2 separate regions of the Zea mays genome follow, and region 1 is linked to region 2. Evidence: chromatin contacts called from public Hi-C data. All regions are on one chromosome and are shown on one strand. Each heading gives the region's core, a stretch centred on a gene start, on an enhancer-like site or on the middle of the called end of the contact. The rest is flanking DNA. Distances are from core to core; before and after follow the strand shown.

Region 1 (3,282 bases), core at 14-2,513, 65 kb before region 2:
GCAGGCCGCCGCGGCCCCCACGTGTCTTTACGCTCCGCTGCGTGCGCGGCCGATGCCGATGCCGACGCCGACGCTACGTCGCTACCCCGGGCGGGGCGCGCACTGCACTGCCTGACACCAGCTAGGGACGCACGGATCGTGATGCGTCGTCTTCCTCGCCCATGGGGCCCCCACGACGTGCTCGCGCCGCCTGGCGTGGCGTGCCGCTCCCTGCCCCGCTCCAGGTGGGCCCTCGTGCGGCGGCTTTGCCTTTGCGTCCGTCTTCGTGCATCCTTCGGCCTTCGCTTTTGGGGTATCCGATTTTCGCTCCACGCCCTCCAGTCTCTCGTTATTGCCTCAGAGCCCTTGCTCTAGAAGAAAGTCACGGGAAGGATTAAGCTGCTCTTTGACAGCGAGTTAAGCGATAATAACTATTATTCACCATATTCGCTTAACTTTAATCCGTACAGATTTCTATTATTTCTACATTATTTTGGTCCCTATATATTATAGCCGAAGCAGTTAAAACAACCGACTTTAATTCGAAGCAAACATTAAATTACAACTTTTTAAACAGAGTGAGCTTAAATTAGGCTAATCACAAATATCATTTCATAACACTTTTTCCGACACTGTCACGTCATAAAAAAATGTCATTAAACTAAGAATCAAACAATATCTCTCGTTGCAAACTAAGAATGAAACCATACTAATTGTGTTTATAGGCAGTGCTCTAGCTTGATCACAGGAGAAAACTATGTGTATAGCGAACATGATTTTGAAAGTTTTCACATCAACAGTAGATGGGAATGATTTGTGGGAAAGCAGTGATATGCTATATTTTTCCATTGTATTCTAATTTATTAGATTGCATGAGAACTTCGGTGTAAGCAGTGTGGACTTTTTTTTTTTAAAAAAAAAGAGAGAGAATACTTAAAGATGGGTTCACTTGGGAAGAAGACCCGGCAGCGATTGCGCTAAGACCATCAGAGTGGAGGGACCTAAAAGGGAAACGGCACCCGTAACACCTGCCATACGTTACGTAATTTTGCAGGCCGGCAGGTGGCATAATCGGAAAACGGCTGCCTAATTTTAATGGCCGCCTCGCTAAAGACGAGGGGCGGCGGCGAGGACAGGACAGTCAAACCGCTCGCTGACTGCGCCGAGTTTTATTGCCTCTCGCCGCTCCACCACTCGCGCTCCGGCTTTCCGCTGTCTCTGCTGCCCTTTTTTAACCCACCCGGCTGCCTATAAATGCCGCCCCCTCCCCGTCACCTTGTCCTAGACGCAATACACATACAGCCCCTCTTGCCCACACCACCTCGCTGAACCGGAAGACCCGCACACACACGCCACTTGTAGACCATGGCGCCCCGGGTGGCGGACAAGTCGCCTCTACCGCCGGCCACCGGCCTGGGGCTGGGCGTTGGCGGAGGAGTCGGAGGCGTGGGCATGGGCCCGCACTACAGAGGCGTGAGGAAGCGTCCATGGGGACGCTACGCCGCCGAGATCCGCGACCCTGCCAAGAAAAGCCGTGTGTGGCTCGGCACGTACGACACGGCCGAGGAGGCCGCCAAGGCGTACGATTCCGCCGCCCGCGAGTTCCGAGGCGCCAAGGCCAAGACGAACTTCCCGTTCCCCTCCCAGTGCTCCGTCGCCTCCGGTGCTGCCGGTAGCGCCAGTAGCAACAGCACCGTGGATTCGAGCGGTGGCGGTAGCGGCTGTGGCATCCAGGCGCCTATGCAGGCCATGCCGCTTCCTCCGGCTCTCGATCTCGACCTCTTCCATCGGGCGGCCGCCGTGAACGCAGTCTCCACCGGCATGCGGTTTCCGTTCAAGGGCTATCCTGTCGCCTGCCCGACGCCACAGCAGTACTTTTTCTACGAGCAGGCGGCTGCCGCGGCATCCGGATACCGGATGCTCAAGGTCGCTCCACCGGCCGTGACTGTGGCCGCGGTTGCGCAGAGCGACTCCGACTCGTCGTCTGTGGTTGATCACTCCCCTTCGCCTCCCGCGGTGACGGCAAACAAGGTGGGCTTCGAACTGGATCTGAACTGGCCCCCGCCGGCAGAGAACTAGGCAGGCCGGAGTTTTTGGCTGACGACTTAGTAGCTTCCTTTTCCCTTTTGCCTTCATCAGGAATGTTACTTGTGGTTGTTTTGGTCCTGTATGGCTGTATTCTTGTTCTGTAGACTAAGAGATGGGGAGTCTTGTAAATATTTTTTTTCCGTCGAGACGGAAATGAACTGAGATCTGTTCGTCTGTCTGATCAAGCCGGCGTTGATATGGGCTTAAGCTATGGAGTATTGATTAGTAATTGCCAAGTACTGAGGATCTATTAGTTGTTGAGGGGAAAAAATGACCCAAACGAAATCTGTCCGGAAACGCTCCCTTGCCATCTTTCCATTCAAAGCTTTGTTGCGAAACGCAGGTCTGCATTTAATTTGCGCCGCTGCGTTTCCGCCACCAACTACTCCGTATTTTGTTGCCGTCAAGGTGACACGAGAAATTTACTGTACTACTTGTTTGGTCAGTGCCGCCTCTCATTCTGCATGGCCTTAATAACTCGACAAATCTTGTTTCCTCCTTGATGAGGCTGATTTGGAGCCAAGCGACGTGCTCATCAGCTGACCGCCGATGGGTTCACCGAGGAAGCAGAACTGCAGAAGCAACGTTATCCAGGCCACTGGTTTCCGCGGCTTTCCCCGCTCCACTAAAGCAATTATTATTGTTCTCACCGCGATCAATTTGCGGCGACGGCGACGAAATACTTTTGAAATCCTTGGTTGGTCCGGTCATGGTTGTATGGCACTGGCAGCGTCGAGGAGACGGCAGGGCGCGGCCGCGTGCAGATCTTTGAGAAGGAAAAAAGCAGATGCCATGGAGCGGGGGGAGTCGTGGGCCTTTGGCGGGAGGCAGGTGTGGACGGGACGACTCCTCGAGCGGTGGGGCGGCTGCATCTTTCCGCACCGGCGACGCTCTCTTTCGTACGACGGAATCGCCGCTGCGTTGTGCTACTCGTGACCTTGAGAATAACGTGTGCGTGTGGGCGGCGACACGTGTGCGCGGCGGCAGGCCCCGTCGTTGCCGGCTGCGGATCCGCTGCGGGCACCCCGCTCTGCCGGCCACGGTGGTTGGGCGGTCGCGTCTCGCGGCCGCGGGCGTGCCGGATCCGCTGATGGGCCGCGGGCGTGTCCCGTGTCCGGGGCGGCCGCGTCTGGATGCCGCGCGAGGACCGGGCGTGGTCTCGGCCGACAGCTGTGGGCCTGGCGCAGCGTGAGGGCCGGCATCAGGGGGCAGTGA
Region 2 (3,245 bases), core at 679-3,178:
CCTCTACCACAAAATCCACCGAAGTCTCGGCGCGGTGCTCAACGATTTGCACCATCATGCTGAGCGAAAAAACAAACAAAAACCTAATGCAAGCCCCCTACCTAGCGCGCCAAATGTCGGAGAGGGAAATCTTCGGCCGGGTGACGGAGTGCACTCGCCCAAAATCCTAAGATGAGGAGGGAGCTTAAGCGTTTTGGCTATCTTGCTAAGTGATGATCGAGCACAAGAACGCGCGAGGATTTAGAGTGGTTCAAGCCGCCAGAGCGTAATACCCTACTCCACTGTGTGTTGGATTGCTATGGAAGCTCAAGAGCTGAGAGTCTAAGTCTATCTGTGTGTGAGTGTCGGAGTGTGTGTGTGAACTCTCCTTGTAACGTTGCATGCCTCCCCTTTTATAACTAAGGGGGCACGTACAAGGGTACTAAGCCCCGACATGTGGGCCTAGGAACATAACGGATGTAGTACTTGGAGCTACTAATGTTCGCTGCTGGAGCAATCTCCTTACGTCCTGACATCCGAGATCTGCGTGGTATTGGCGTGCAGGGGAAGCTTCCCTGGCAATGCATAAGTGATGGTGGACACAGTGCGCCTTGCAGCATGGGCGTACTGTTTGGCAATGGACTGGACAGGCACGCCGCCTGAAGGATGGCCTGGATGCCGCCTGCCAGTTGAGTGGACAGGTCACAATAAATGATGAGGCGGCACATCGACAGTTAGCAGAGTGGCCATGCGGCGCGTCCTCTCCGCAATAAATGCAGAGACCACGCGGCCCAGAGGCCTTACGTCAGGCTCCGCCCGCTGGCTTACGTCACGGGCAACAAGCCACGTGGCAGCATCGGGTCTCCACCTGAGCGGGGAGCGCAAGCGCACAGGATAAAGCCTAGACACGTGTCAGTGCCGGACCCTTGCTTAGGCCAGGGTATCCCCTGTCCCGGGACCTCGCTGTGGGTGGCCTGGACCCCGCTCAGAGGGGTCCGGACCTCTCCCAAGGGGTACGACTTGGAGCCTTGGATCATACTCGGAGATCCGGGTCGTGAGTATGGGGTCCGACGCTTCCTTGAGAAGGTCCGGACCTACTGAAGGTATCCTGGAGTATACCACCTTTTCCGGCCACACGGCGGCCCCGGAGCTGCCCACGCGGAAAGGTTGGGTGCTATTTACCGCGCGACTAGAGGTAGCTACGCGGCACCGTGTCTTTAATGCTATAGTAAGGGGTACCCCTGATTCAGGGTACCGACAATGACACTTAATCCTAACATTATATATTTTTTTATAATATACTTATTTAAAGATATAATATCAATACTATTTTTTACAATTAAATAAATTTTAAAGCTTCACAGTTTGAAGAAGTGTGTTTATTTAGAAATAGATATACGTGAGGTTATTTTCACCTTTCTATATAATGGCATCCCATGGTTATATTGTTTTCAGAAAAAATATAGTTATCCTTGAAGAAACACCGGGAGATACTACTAACGAGCTATATAAGATTCTCTTAATTTTGGTTTCTCTTTTCCTTGCTCAAATAAGCCATGATTAAACCTATGCTTAGTGGAGTAGTAAGTTCCATTGGAAGCCCTATAGCTGTTTTCCATGGACTCATCGAATGTGTACTACCAGTGCCGGTTGGCATAAACCAGAAACTTCACAGTGCATTTTGACAAGTACGTTTGCGCCTCCCCTGTTTGGTTTGGCGCTAACTGTATTAGGCGCGATCCTCTGACTTCGATGGCACGGCAAATCCATGGTTCTAGACTCTGGCGCAAGGGATAGGACAATACGCCGAAACCGGACTGTAGAGCGGCCGCTTGCTTGGGGGCGAAATCGCATGCGACGACGTCAACGAAACGCCGTACCGCACCCACGCCTCCCGCCCTGCCGAATTCGAGTGCCATCGCCATGGGTCCCTCTCTTCCCTTGTTTTGATGAGCGGCCGGTGCGCGGTCCCACCCCCACTGCCGGTGCTGTCCCCCACCCCACGACACGTTTCCTCCCACGTGAACCTGCAGCCCAACTGACCCATGACACGTCGCGAGCCGCGGTGTGCCGTGTGCGTGTTCACTAGTCGTCTATACTCAATTTCGTTTATAACAACGACACAATATTTAAAATATAATTTTGATCAATATCTTTATGTTAAAATTTCAAATAAATTCTCACTATATTTATACTTTTATAAAATTATTTTATAAGAAAAATATGTGTATATAAATATTAGGTTTCAAAGCTAAATAACAAAATAGTTATTTATAATCAAAATTTTATAAATTTGATTCGAATTTTGTCCAAAACAATAAATAATAGGATATTGAAAGGAAACATGCCCAAGCGGGCGGGCCGAGCAAGCTGAGCGGACTGAACCACGCCATGAGTTTGGTTCGGCCTAAACCCGTCACAGCATGTAGCGAAGTGGATCTGTGCCGCTCCGATTATCGGTATGGGTCTAAGGCGCGGGACAACAGACTCGTACGATACTGATGGGTTTTATTTTTTTCATTTTTCATACAACATATATTATACTTGAATATAGAGTATAAAACATAAAAATATGTTTGTTTTGTTGGTTACGTGGGTGTAAATATGTGTTTAGAGCTAACAACTCTAGTTTAAACACTCGTGTATGCATATTTTAGCTTATTTTTGCAATTTAAACGGTTATACGCACTATCCCAATGGACAGTGGGTCGGCCCAACACGATTATTAACCTAGCGGCTCGTGCCTAGGCCTTGCTTGTGGCCTGTGGGTCGGCACTGCACATCTCGCTAGCTAATCCGGATCGAGTCGGCATGACCCACAATTCGTACTGGGCCAATCCGGACGACCTATTTGGACATCTATTGTCGGCGTTCCGAGACCGGGGGTCCCTTGGGCCGACGAGTGAGTGTCGCCGCGTGCCCCAGCCCAGATGGGTCGAGCGCGAGGGCGAGCGCGAAGGGGGGAGAAGCGAGGCGGTCGGAGACCGGCGTGAGAGAGGTGGGAATCCCGCGGCCTTCGTGTTCGTCCCGCGCCCAGATCGGGTGCGCTTGCAGTAGGGGGTTACAAGCGTCCACGCGGGAGAGGGAAGCGAGCGGCCCCAAGAGAGCGCCTGTCTCGTCCTCGTCCCCGCGCGGCCAACCCTCTCTAAGAGGGCCCTGGTCCTTCCTTTTATAGGCGTAAGGAGAGGATCCAGGCGTACAACGGGGGTGTGGCAGAGTGCTACGTGTCTAGCGGGGGAGAGCTAGCGCCCTAAGTGCATGCCGTC

Evidence for each region. A called contact is a pair of places that touch in the nucleus more often than the background predicts.
Region 1: a Hi-C map of leaf shows a contact between it and region 2, with 8 times the contacts expected there. The contact joins the promoter of LOC100283393 here to the enhancer-like site in region 2. A contact is called at or near these places in 5 of 25 Hi-C or Micro-C datasets (bundle sheath, endosperm and leaf).

The regions. Positions count from the first base shown.
Region 1 is chr3:193,740,076-193,743,357 of Zm-B73-REFERENCE-NAM-5.0, reverse strand. It overlaps LOC100283393, which reads left to right and starts at 1,263. Exons shown (of 1, transcript NM_001156294.2): 1 at 1,263-2,245. The coding sequence starts at 1,345. The coding sequence ends at 2,058.
Region 2 is chr3:193,675,899-193,679,143 of Zm-B73-REFERENCE-NAM-5.0, reverse strand. No RefSeq gene overlaps it. Among protein-coding and RNA genes, the nearest start is that of LOC111591193, 59 kb to the right of the region's middle. Within about 2 kb of position 1,928, at least 17 of the 20 cell types and tissues checked have an H3K27ac peak or open chromatin away from gene starts, as enhancers often do. A contact at or near this core is called in bundle sheath, endosperm and leaf, where this site is marked.